Regions from separate parts of the Mus musculus genome. Here all the other regions are linked to region 1. Evidence: chromatin contacts called from public Hi-C and promoter capture Hi-C data. All regions are on one chromosome and are shown on one strand. Each heading gives the region's core, a stretch centred on a gene start, on an enhancer-like site or on the middle of the called end of the contact. The rest is flanking DNA. Distances are from core to core; before and after follow the strand shown. Region 1 holds the start of Sync (syncoilin). Region 2 holds the start of Spocd1 (SPOC domain-containing protein 1). Region 3 overlaps Phc2 (polyhomeotic 2). Region 4 holds the start of A3galt2 (alpha 1,3-galactosyltransferase 2 (isoglobotriaosylceramide synthase)).

What was found. Promoter capture Hi-C pulls out the DNA fragments that hold promoters and counts their contacts. A called contact is a pair of places that touch in the nucleus more often than the background predicts.
Region 2: a promoter capture Hi-C map of pre-B cells shows a contact between it and region 1, with 2.3 times the contacts expected there. The contact joins the promoter of Spocd1 here to the promoter of Sync in region 1. A contact is called at or near these places in 1 of 39 promoter capture datasets (pre-B cells) and 1 of 115 datasets of contacts at active chromatin or transcription factors (pancreatic cancer cells).
Region 3: a Hi-C map of embryonic stem cells shows a contact between it and region 1, with 2.5 times the contacts expected there. The contact joins the enhancer-like site here to the promoter of Sync in region 1. A contact is called at or near these places in 1 of 39 promoter capture datasets (embryonic stem cells), 1 of 484 Hi-C or Micro-C datasets (embryonic stem cells) and 1 of 115 datasets of contacts at active chromatin or transcription factors (pancreatic cancer cells).
Region 4: a promoter capture Hi-C map of liver shows a contact between it and region 1, with 2.6 times the contacts expected there. The contact joins the promoter of A3galt2 here to the promoter of Sync in region 1. A contact is called at or near these places in 4 of 39 promoter capture datasets (hematopoietic stem and progenitor cells, hippocampal neurons, liver and 1 more) and 1 of 115 datasets of contacts at active chromatin or transcription factors (pancreatic cancer cells).

The regions. Positions count from the first base shown.
Region 1 is chr4:129,286,192-129,289,278 of GRCm38.p6, forward strand. It overlaps Sync (syncoilin), which reads left to right and starts at 1,430. Exons shown (of 5, transcript NM_023485.3): 1 at 1,430-1,597. The coding sequence starts at 1,548.
Region 2 is chr4:129,927,349-129,930,435 of GRCm38.p6, forward strand. Spocd1 (SPOC domain-containing protein 1) reads left to right here and starts at 1,419. Exons shown (of 15, transcript XM_017320505.1): 1 at 1,419-1,450; 2 at 1,901-2,855. The coding sequence starts at 1,449.
Region 3 is chr4:128,714,575-128,717,661 of GRCm38.p6, forward strand. All of the region lies in intron 7 of Phc2 (polyhomeotic 2), which reads left to right. Among named protein-coding and RNA genes, the nearest start is that of Gm33712, 11 kb to the right of the region's middle. RefSeq lists an enhancer at 1-2,441. Within about 2 kb of position 1,452, at least 118 of the 459 cell types and tissues checked have an H3K27ac peak or open chromatin away from gene starts, as enhancers often do. A contact at or near this core is called in embryonic stem cells, where this site is marked.
Region 4 is chr4:128,757,802-128,760,888 of GRCm38.p6, forward strand. It overlaps A3galt2 (alpha 1,3-galactosyltransferase 2 (isoglobotriaosylceramide synthase)), which reads left to right and starts at 1,457. Exons shown (of 5, transcript NM_001009819.2): 1 at 1,457-2,220. The coding sequence starts at 2,108.

The DNA.
Region 1 (3,087 bases), core at 180-2,679:
TGGCAACAGCTGTCCAGCAAGAAGCCCGGAGGTCTGCCAACATCCTCCCCTGGAATATTTCAGGGCTAAGTCAGAAAATGACCAGCTGCCTCCAAATCTCCTCTTCTATAGACCTTACATGGGTATATTGGGTTGCTCTGGGCTTTTGGATTCCTCCCTCTTGCAGTCTACAAAAAGATGCAAAAAACACAGCTCCGGGAGACACTCCCAGAGTGTGCACAGCCACAGCCACCCCTACCCCTCAGCTGCCACACTGGCACATGGCAGCCCAGTCAGGCATACAGTCACACATGGTTATACACCTGCTCCGTAGTCTGCAGCCAGCACCCACTTCCCCTCAGGATGATCACACCTGGCACAATCACCCTGCTCTCACATCATAGAGCTGCACTTCCACACGACCACCCAGGACCAGGACTGGAAGGAAGTCACACTGGGGATACAACCTTAGACCCATCTCTTGCTGCACACACAGAACCTTCGCCAGATGTTCCCAGCTGTGGGCACAAGGATCACAACGCACAAGCTACCCAGTCAACAACACCCGGGCATCAGTCCTCATTCGCCATCCCATAGGATGCTCTAAGATCTGATTAAACGGAGTACAGCCTTCTGGCCCTGGCCGCTAGGTGCACAGCATTCTTCTGCGATTGAATCAAAGCCCTCCTCCCTCCCTGACTCGGGGACTGAGTGGGAAAAAGTATTCAGAGAAAGAATGCCTGGGGCTCAGGTTTGGGAAGGGGTCCAGCAGCTCGTCCTGGGGGGAGGGGGAGGGTGCCTTCAGTGTGGAAGTCTAACTAGGACACCGGAGGGTCGAAGACTTAGGGGTGGGTGCGTGCCTTGAAACACAACAGAAGTGACTGAGCAGGAGCGACAAATCGACCTCTCAGAAGACCCCAAGAAACCTTCCAGGGCGAGGGGAAGAAACCTGAATTAAACAGACTCAACTTTATTGCCTTAAGCCGTTCTTCCTCAGCCGTGGCCCCCAGCTGTCCCCAGACGCATGGGGTGTGGCAGTTAACCACCCCCCCCCCTCTCCAGCAGGCGCCTTGCCCCACCCCCTCATGACAGCTGCAGGCCACCAAGAAGATGACCCGGCTCCAAGCCCTTGCGTGGGTGGGGATCGCAAGGCGCCGACACGAGGGGCGCTGGATCCCTCTGGGTACCCCACCAGTAAATCTTCCTCCCGCCTTCATTGAACTCGGGGGGCAGCTCCCCTGGGACCGAACAGCCCCCTCCTCTCCTCACCATGCAACCAGGGCCAGAAGGAAAGGTGGAGAGATGAAAGGAAGGTTCGCGAAGTGCCGCTGGGCCGCCCCCTCATCCCACCCCACCCCATCCCCTCCCACCCTCTCCCCGCCCCCAGGGCCGCGGGGCCCGCGCCCTCCTCCCGCGGGTAATCGTCCGGCCAAGTGGGCGCGTCCCGCCCGGGCCGCCGGGATCTGGTGTCCGCTGCAGCTGGCAGTGCGGCGGGCGCCGGCACCGGCACAATCGCCGACGGCGTTGGCTATTAATAACACTCCGGGCGAGCCCGGGGTCGCGCAGCCATGGCCAGCCCGGAACCCCTGCGCGGCGGGGACGGCGCCCGGGCCTCGAGGTAGGATCCTCTAGGGCTCGTGTCGCCGCCCAGTAGGACAGGGGGTGCTGGGTGGGCTCCCATCCCCGACCCGCGGCCCTTTTCCCTTGGCTGTGGGTAGTGGTCATGCCCGGGTGTGGCACGGGGCGGAGCCACCGGGGAAGGGAGATGGGAGGCCCTGGCTTGGGGACCTGACACCTCCGGGGGTCTGTGTCACTCCTTCCACAGGCTGAGTGCGATTAATCCTTTCAGGCTAGCAACCTGTCAAAATGTAGTTGGCCTAACTGACTAAAGAGTATAAGTTTTGGGTCTTTTTTTTTTTTTTAAAGTCTTATTTTTCCCGTTTCTTATTCACTTGTTAGCGGGGCTAGGGAGAAACCATTTGAGAATTCACTGCATTTGAGCCACTTGGTGCAGGGTTGGGCACCTGCCAGCTTGAAGTTGAGTCTGTTCGGTCAGCTCTCTCTCCCTGGTGTGGCTCAGGGTGGTGGCCTAGAGAGGCAGTTGTTCTCCTGGCCTAGCACTGGGCCCTGGCTGAGCCCAACAGCTGTCCACACTGGAACTTTACCACTGGGGATTGTGGAGTCATTTTGCCTCAGGTCACATTGTGGCCCAGGGACTTCCCAGTGTATCAAATTATGGGAATACTTCCTGGTAAACCCTGTTGTCACATGAGAAGACAACCCTAAGCTGGGTTCTTAACACATTTTGCCTGTATTCCCTACACACACACTAATAAGCTTGAAGCCAGGCACGAACCTTTGTTTGCATGACATGTAATACACACGTCCAAGTCACAGTCTGATGGACAGCATAAAGGAGTTGCCCAAGTCCTCTGGGACAGAGACAGAGTGGCAGAGGTGTTGAGGTCAGGGACCCCAGCTGGGCCCTGTCCCTCTCTTGCTTGGCCTCCTGTAATCTGCTTCTATGCCAGCTCAGTAGAGAGGCAGTTAGCCGAGGACAACCTCTGGTACCCAGGGTGGTGTGGCAGCCTGTAACTCAGGAGGCCTGGGTTCTATACCACAGACCTGCCACTTGACCTTGGGCACAACTTCCCCTGGAAGTTCAGTTGTTTTCTTCTTGCCTTCCAAGGGCCCCACAAGTAGCCCTGTCCTCAGGACATCCGCTCTCATCCAGTGGACAAACGTACCTGTATAACTTAAAGTCACTCCTCCTGATGATGAAACTGCATTCCATTCAGAATGTCCTGAAGACACAAGTTGGTATTGTTGGGATACGGTACCAAGGAGATGGAGTTGCAGCATGTTTAGACATTTGTTAAGTAAACAGATTTTTTAAAAAAATATTTCTTTTAGCCCTGGCCATCCTGGAAATCACTCTGTAGATCAGGCTGGCCTTTAACTCACTGAAATCCACCTGCTTCTGCCTCCCAAGTGCTGGGATTAAAGACATGCGCCACCACTGCCCAGCAACAGATTACTTTTTTTTTTTTTAAAGATTTATTTATTTATATGTAAGTACACTGTAGCTGTCTTCAGACACTCCAGAAG
Region 2 (3,087 bases), core at 169-2,668, 640 kb after region 1:
ATCCCAGCACCCTGGAAGTGAGAAGATTAAGGCTCCCATTGGTTACTTACTGATTTCTAGGCCAGTCTGAGATTCATGAGGCCAAATCAAATCAAAATTCATAAGAGAGAGAAAGCAATTGACATATTAATTAGATGAAAGATATTTTCAAATATTGCTTCCATTCTCCCATTCCAGTGTGCCTTCCTGCTCTCTTGGGAAGAGGTGAGGTGGAAGTGGCTTCCCAGAATCCCTTGCAACTGGTATTTTATTTGTTGTATCTATTTAATTCGGGGCAGGGTCTTATACACCCAGGCTGGCCTCTGAATTCAAAGGCAGAGGGTGGTGCTGGGCAGACTTCACATTTTACTTTGCTTCTCTCTCTCTCTCTCTCTCTCTCTCTCTCTCTCTCTCTCTCTCTCTCTCTCTCTCTCTGTCTCTCTCTCTTTCCCTTCCTTCTCCCTCCTCCTCCTATTTATTTATTTATTTATTTATTTATTTATTTATTTATTTATTTGTCGTTTTTTTTTTGAGACAGGGTTTCTCTTGTATAGCCCTGGCTGTTCTGGAACTCACTTTGTAGACGAGGCTGGCCTGGAACTCAGAAATCCGCTTGCCTCTGCCTCCCGAGTGCTGGGATTAAAGGTATGGGCCACCATGCCCAATACATTCAATTTTTAAAAATTAAAAAATATTCAAAAACTAAAAACTGGGTGGAGGGGGGAAAGAATAGTAAATAAAGTCACCACATGTGGGATCAATAACTAATTAATCATAAATTATAATATATATAATCAACAACTAATTATACTATTAACAATAAATATAAATAATTAATAGATTAATGGATTATTAAGTGCCATATCACTTGGTTTTTAAATTTTAAGAGCCAAGTGATATGTGCATGGGAGTGTCACCCATAGCTATGAAATCAGGCAAACAAAATCGACCACAAAGAAAAACCCCAAAGTTCCACAGAGTAGAGGGTTGAGAAATGAGAGGAAGTTTAAACTTTTCTATTTCTTGACGTTCTATTCGACTAGAAGGCACATGTGTGTCTAGATATATTGTATGCCAGACAATATTAAAATATCTAATTAGGAAAAATAATCAGATTTGAGTTTAACAATCCCCAGGGGTTTCAGACACCTCCTCCACTCTGTTTACAATCTTAGGCAGCTTTCGGCATCCGGGGGGTCTGCGATTCCTTTGCCCACGCACCCCGCACCCCGCCCGGTCGCGTGGAGGCAGAATGATTGGCACCTCCTCCCAGAAGCCCTCGGCAGGGAGCGAGCGCCTCCTGCTGGACAAGAACGCCAGCACCCCTAGGGAGCCGTTGCTGGGCACCACCAGGTCCTGCCTCCCACCCCTTGGATCCAGGACCATCTTCTCCGCATCACGTGCTTCTTCCCTCAACCCCCCCCCCCGGCCCCCCAGGAGTAGAAGGAGAAGGAGCTGTAGCAGCTCAGATGTAAGCGGTTGGAGCTTTAGGTCGGAGGTCCTAGTGCGTTCAGGGACTGGCTTGATTCAGAGTCCTGTTTATAGGAGTGGGGTATAGATAGGGCTGAGATTTCTGCTCCGTGTGGAGCTGGCTTTTGCATTTCTGGGAGAATCTCCTCTTTTCTGCTCTCTGTGTGCTTTTGGGCAGTCTCTGAACCAGCTAGGGTGAAGCGAGATACCTCATTTCACAGTGTCACTGATAAGTAGTGACTTTTACCCTTTTTCATTTAAGCAGAAAGCTTAAAGGGTAAAAAAGCTCTTGGGAAGCTCAGAGGAGTGGCCCTATCTGGATAGCTTCCCTTCTGCAGACTAGTGCGAGGAGTGGGGGTCGGGGGAGGGAGCATGTCTAGGAGGTGAGTTGGCAAGCCGGGGAGGACTACCCAGTCAGGCTTTCCCTGAGACCTCCCTCTTTTCCACATAGGCCTGTTGACAAGTTTTTAGCCAGGGCTGGTGGACAGAGGACATTGTCTAGGTTCCAGGACTCTCTGTGTGACTTCTTGGCTACTGGAAGCTCCAGAAGTCTTTGTGGTACATCACTGGACTTCCCAGATAGAGTACTGGTCTGTACAGAGGGGCCAGCAGGAATGGAAGAGGCCAGCAGCCCCAGCTTTAGACAAGCCACCACTGTCGAAGGAATGGTTTCCCCAGAGGATCCTACACTCAGCAAAGAGGGGCTCAGTGCAAAGGGCCCGCCCCCATCTCCAGTCCTGCCCCCTTTCCGAAGGAAATGCAGGAAGTGTGGAATCTGTCCCCAGGAGGAGGAAAAGTCAGGTTTTTCCCTGAGGTTTGGTCAAAGACCAGATGGGGACCCTCCCGAGTGTGCTTCTCCAGAGGCCTTTGCAGGTCCCCCAAGGCTTCTTTCTTCTAAGGACACTGAGCCTGGAGAGCCAGGTGGAAGTTGGGTGGAATGTGCTGTAGAAACCGAGGTTGAAAACATGCTCTTTTCTAAGGATGGGGTTGCGCCAGACAGCCTTGATCACCTTTTTGAATTCCCAGGGCTCTTTGGAGGCGAGCCCCTTAGTCTGGTCACCCAGGAGCCTCTTCAGAGTCCAGCACTGTACCCAGAGGTGCTGACTGAGGATTCTACAGATCAGCAGGAAGTACAGCCCGCGTTTGTGGTTGGCAGCCCTGGCACTCCACCTGACCCGGTGGGGCCAGAGGACAAGGCCCAGTCAGGGTCCAGGATGGAGCTGGAACAAGGACTTTCTGCCCCAGCCAATTCCTGTGCTAGCTCCCCAGAGCCCTTGGGTGGGCTCGATGGTGCACCCCTAGAGCAGAGAAGACCTACACATGTGAAGAAGCGGCCTTGGACAAGTCCAGATGACTCAAGCCAGGATCACGCAGAGGGAGCCAGTAAAAAGGATTTTCCCAGACTGGTAAGTTGAAGCTGATAGTTTAGGGTAGGATGGCTGGGTGTGGCACTTAACAGAAGTAAACTCCAGTGTCTCTTATTGAGCGTCTTCTCTCGGACTTGTTCTGTTTGGTTTGTTGGGGACTGAACCCAGGGCCTCACACACGCTAAACAGACACTCTATGACTAAACCGCATCCCCCAAGCCCCTTTTATTTTGATATGGGGTTCTCACTAAGTTGCCTAGGCTGGCTTTGA
Region 3 (3,087 bases), core at 202-2,701, 570 kb before region 1:
TTGGCCCTGTTGTGTCTGGAAAACTGTTTCCTTGGCGTTCGTTCTCCATCACCTCTGGCTCCAGCACTCTTTCCAACCCCTTTCCACAAGGGTCCCCAGGCCTTGAAGGGAGGGCCAAAGCTCCACTTCTAAGTTCTATCACTGGAGCAATCTCAGGGCCCAGTACCTTGGGAATCTCAATCCTGCCCAGACCAAAGTGTAGCTTCTCTCTAGATCGAAACCAGCCCCAAATTCTAAGGATTTTGAAACAGAGCAAAGCAGGTCTTGAGTGGCTTCCAAGGCTGCTGGCATCTCTATGATCTCCAAGAAGATGGACAGAGAGAAGAAAGATACCCACAGGCAGTCTATCCTTCGTTGGAGAGCCTGTATCCTGTGCATGCCATGTTTTTCTGTCTCTGAGAGAGCCCTTTCTGTTTGGCAGTTGGGAAATCTGAGGCCCAGGGAGATCGCCCCAAGAACTTGCATCATACAGTCCTCAAAATCACGGGTAGTCAGTGAGGGGCTGGGCCCAACTCCACACCCCATATCCTCAGCTCTGCACCCTCAACCAGGCCAAGGGACACTCCCAATTCTTACAGTGACTTGGGGCCTCCTTGCCTCTCCTCTTCCCAGCCCAATGCTCAGAGAACCTGGGGGTTCTAACTAAGGCTGTATGTTGATTTGCAGATCCAAATGGCTACCTCTCTAAGCTCTTGAGCCCCGGAAAGGTCCACAGCAGGCTTGAGAGCCTGGGGCTGAGCCTGACAGTGTGGGTGTGATGCAGATGAGACTGGTGGCCCCACAGAACTTTCCGTGGAGCAGCTGTGTGCTAAGGAATACAAAGACCCTCTCCCCAGAGACGCAGATCAGTGGGCTTGGCATTGTTCCTGCCTCCCACTGTCTGGCCCATTCTTCCTTTCTCTCCAACCCCCACCCCTCCATAAGCCTCTCCACTCCTCGACTCTCACCTCCCAAAAGGAAGGCAGCTGGGGGAGGCTTAGGAGCCACTGGGCCTCTCTGGGCCTGTGGAACAAAAAAAAAGACCGAAATAATTCTTTCAACCTGATGGGGGTTGGGGGGAACAGAGCAAAGCAGCACCTGTCAGACTGCACAGTTCCTCGGGCGCAGAGGTGATGGCTGGCCTTCTGCCCAGCCAGCCCACTGTGTGTCAATGAGGAAGGGGCGAAGGCGGGAGAGCCGAGCAGGCATGCTTGTGCTTGTGAGAGAGCGCTGTATACTGGAGGAGAGTCTGTTTTGTTACGGGAGCATTTTTGTTTAAAGCTGGCTGGCTGCCCCAGGAGGAAGGTGGGCAGTTGAGACTTGCGGGGGGAGGGCAGGGGCAGCAAAGAGGAATGTGTCTTCCCTGGGGGTGTTTCCTCCAGAGAGGCAAGCCCTCCTGCCCCAGCTGGGACTGCTCCCACTGACAGCTGTTTGGGGGCAAAGCCCCTCCCCCATGGCAAGCTCCCTGCTGTTCCTGCTCCTGTCACCTTGGCAACCAGCTTCTTTAGGCTGTGCAAATAGAAAAGGTCCCTTATGCCCTGAAAGAGTGTGGATGGGGGAGGGGAGGCAGGGCAGGAGAGCGGAGCCTAGGATGTTGAGCCTTGGAAGGGAAGGCAAGGGGTCTGGCCTTGCCCTTCTTAGGGCTAGGGAGACTGGATCATAGAAGGCAGAAGAGGGCAGGCAGAAGGGTCCTGTGGGCCCGGCCTCTGGGACAGCCAAGACCTAAGGCAACCTGACCATAGCTCCAACTAAGAGGCTTGGTCCTTTGAGTCACCATTCTGGGTGATAAACTCTGGGCTCTGGGTAACACTCAGGCCCAACCCGATGGTGAGGAGACAGTTGCTGACCAGGAGGAGTGTGTTGTTGTAAAAGGGGGTTGGAGAGTCTCTGAAGCTCCTGGGCCCCTTTCACTCAGATGGACCTCCAGATGCCAGGCCTTTGTTCAGTCTCCTCAACCGCCTCAGGTTTTGACTCCGAGGGGAAATCTTCTGAAGGGCAGGCCTGCCACGTAGCTGTTTTATCACAGAGTGGATTTGTGTCAGGGGGCAGAGATTTCCATCTGTGATAGGCTGGGCAGAGTGATGCTTTCTGGTTCAAGGATTCTTGAGTACTGTGTATATTCCTCCCAAAGCAGCTGCTAAATTAATGGGTCACACTTTCACTAGGGAAAAAAAAAAATGCAGTAAACAGCTAAGCATGCAGGTGAGCCTGCTATCCAGCTGCAGGTGGAAATTGCCAGCGATTTTCCTGTTAAAACAGTAGAGCCAGCCTTGAAAGTTATCCCAGCAGTGTAGGGCCAGATTTAGATTACGAAACTCTTAGGCTTAGGGAAAACTCAGAACTCATTAATTATCAGCGGGAGGTGGGGTGGGGGGTTACCCAGGATCCTTCACGGCGAAGGTGGGTGTGAATGCGTGCATACACGTGTGCCTGCATTATGTGCGGACATGCCTGTGTTTGTGCCAAGAAAGAGAAAACCAGTTGTGTGAATTTCTCCTTTCACCCTGTCTTAGTCAGGGTTTCTATTCCTGCACAAACATCAGGACCAAGAAGCCGTTGGGGAGGAAAGGGTTTATTCGGCTTACACTTCCATACTGCTGTTCATCACCAGGGAAGTCAGGACTGGAACTCAAGCAGGTCAGGAAGCAGGAGCTGATGCAGAGGCCATGGAGGGATGTTCTTTACTGGCTTGCTTCCCCTGGCTTGCTCAGCCTGCTCTCTTATAGAACTGAGACTACCAGCCCAGAGATGGTCCCACCCACAAGGGGCCTTTCCCCCTTGATCACTAATTGAGAAAATACCTTACAGTTGGATCTCACGGAGGCATTTCCTCCCACCTCACAAAGGAAGATGCATCCGGTGAACCGGCATTCCAAATCAACCGCCATTCCCAATCATTTTCTCCACGTCTTCAACTGTTCCGTTCAGTTCAAGAAATACTCATTTGACACATATTTTGTGCCTGCTACTACGCCACACCATGGGAGTACAGAGCTGGGCAAGAGCTGAAATTCTATGAAAGGTTGTGGAAATCCAAGCTGTACTTTGAAGATGGGACTTTGTAGCATGGAGCAAACAGGAGGGCTGCCTCAGACAGCACCGGGGACA
Region 4 (3,087 bases), core at 207-2,706, 530 kb before region 1:
GAAAGTCCGTAAAAATTTTCACCTGCGTCTCTTTTGTAACGTGGCTGCTGTAAAGTGGATGTCTCAGTGTGCGAATCACGTTTGGTCCCGGGGACTTTGCTGTCCTAGCATCCTTCAGTAGATGATAATACAGCTCTCAGGGATGCTGTGCCTATCAGCCGTGGCCACACTAGAAGAGCCCTGCCCCCTGGAAGTGAGACCTGCCTCTCCATGGAGTTCTGGTCCAGTTTCTGCTCCGCGGTTCGCACACCTCAGCCACGCCTCTCACTGGCCACACAGACCTCCACCCTCAGATGCACATCAAGCATTTACCCAGAGGTCAACCCCAGGTATCCTTCTAAACACCTGTCTTCCTCCCCTCCCTTTTTTCAGTGCTGGGAATTGAACTTAGGGTTTCATTCGAATGACCTCTGGTTCATACTACATACACACTTCCACACTTCCACATGCATGAATCTGTATACACATGAACACATACATGTAACACAGACACACAGCCACTGAGGAGATGCAGAAAACCCCTCCTATAATGATTGTAACATGTCCTTAAGGGGTTCCTTTTGCTCCACTTTATGGGACGTACTTCTATTCTTGCTCAGTGACTGTCAATGATGCGTGTTGTTTTTAGTTCCCACCATTGTCATTTCCGGTGCCCGTGAAAGCAGCTTTCCCCATCTTCATGACAGGTGCATTTAGCCACTCCTTTTGGCTAGACACGGGAGCCCTTTTCAGATGTCTACAAGCAGCTCAAACAAGGCCTGTCCCAGACTTGAGACCCACTCTGTAAATACCTTCCAGGCAGCTGCCAACAGAAGCTGTGTCTCCATCAACTACAAACCTTTGGCTTCTTCAGCTTCCACCCGTCTTTACTCTTTACTGTCCAGCTAAGGATCATGGCCCTCGACACTCTTTTATACCACTTCCCACCTACATTGGCTTCTATGCCCTCAGCTAACACGCACAAACCTAGCACTCAATGCCTGGGCTGGCCTCCTGCACCTCTGTCTGCCTCCTGTGCTCCTGATGAATTCCAGGACTCTGTTGATCTCCAGGCTTTGCCCTAATCAGAAAGATCCCATTTGGCCCTCGGATCCAGATACTCTTGGATCCAGATACCTCTGCCATCAATGGCCACACCCTGCCAATTAACCCTCCATAGATTTCTCTAGACCCAGCCACCAATGCTCTGCCTCACAGCCCAACATCCCTGGCCCCTAACTGGGTTTCTCATCTCTAGTGTTGCCCTCCCACCCAGCCACTATGTCCACGTACAGAGTACAATCTGAATACTTCTACGTATTTTTTTTCCAAATAAAATTACCCCAACACCACCCCATCACCACCCAACATTAAAAACCTTCCCTTAATGGGAGGAGGTCCCAGGGTACACTGGTATTTCCTTGTTAGAAGCTGCCCTCCCCCCACATCGCTTTCTAAATAGCTTTTAGTTCTCAGAGGCCTGGCTTACAGGTCAGCAACTCCAGGAAGTCTCTGAAAGCCTCCTGCCCACTCCCATTCCCTCCCAGGCTCATTAACCATATTCCTTGTGTGTCGCCTCCTCTTCTGGGTTCACTGTGCAGAGCCCTGCTCTTACTCCACCTGCCTCAATCTTCACTCCGCATCCTGAAGACAGGTTTTGTCTTTCCATCTCACTTACCTTGATGTCTTGGACCCAGCACAAGGCTTGGTGCCACAATGTGACCAAGAGCAGGGCCGAACAGACCTTGGCAAGCATCTTGATGTATGGCCATCTTCTATACAAAAAGGCATCTTCTTCCAACGGATGGACAGAGGCTGGGGCTGTTGGACATCAGAGGACAAGTACCGAAAGCTAAGCAGCTCCCTAAAAGGCCAAGATAGTTCCCAGGAGACGGCTTCTCACACTGTATGCTGGCAACCTGTCTATTTTTGCCATAGCTCTTTTTTTTTTTTAAGGCGATCTTTTTATAAACAAAACCTGCCGGTGGGTTCTAATTTGTATGTCTTTGCCTACTAGTGAGGTGAACATTTTTCCATTTATTTGCCTACTAAATACATCCCCCCCTCTTCTAGAATTAAGCTTCTGGTTTGCCATAGGCACTGTTAAAGGAGGTTGGTCTCTTAGGAGATGGCTCTGGGGACAGAGTTGGGAGTGAGCTGGCCAGGGTCACATGGAAGTTGCCGAGAACAAGAAGGACAGAGACAAAGAGGCCCAGGGAAGCCAACCTGGGGACTTTCACGGTAAGTGAGTGTGGCAGAGGGAGGGACAGGGCTGCCTGCAGGTTTCTGGCTTAGTCACCCTTCTGAGGCACCCTGTGCAGAGTGCTTCCCACAGGAGCATAAGCGCAAGGTGGGCTCATTGAGTAAATCCTAGGCACATACGTTGTGGAGCTACTCCACGAGATAAGGGAATCTGATGTAAGTGGCCTTCTTGAAAGAGATCATAGAAACTATTGCAGGGAGTGGGCAGGTGGAGAATGGAGATATGAGTTATCAGAAGGAAGAGACCATGTGAGCGGGGTGCATCGGCCGGTGCCTTTAGCAGCTGAAGTCAGTGGAGCAACAAAGGCTTGCTCCAGTCACTTGGCTGGTATTAATTCCAAGTTCAGGCTCAGCCTCTGAGGATGCTATTCTCATTACTCCATCTCATACATGAGGACTGATGCCCAGACAGCCAGTGTTGCTAACAAATGTGACACCAGGTACCTGGGCCCCGTATCTGTTCTTACAGATGAGATGCTTATAGACAAAGCTAACAAACAAAAGACCTAACCATGGGCAAATTCCAGTGCCCACTCCCTCCAAGCCAGGTCTTGGGCCTTTGAGCTATGTGGGAGGAATACCAGACCTGGTGGAACTGGCTGACACCGACCTGTGTCTGTCCAGTTCTTTGCTCTCAGCTACCAAGCCACAGATTCCTTTCTCCTCTTGGACCTCACCGGCCCCATCCAAGATCAGCCTCACCACATGTCAAGCGCTCCAAACCCAAATGCCACTGTCCTACCTGCCCGCAGGCTCACAGCCCTGCCACAGTGCTGTCCAAAGCCAAGGACAAGACTCAGAGCTCCTTAGACAGATCCTGCCAGGAAGAAGAGCTCCTCCAACCCA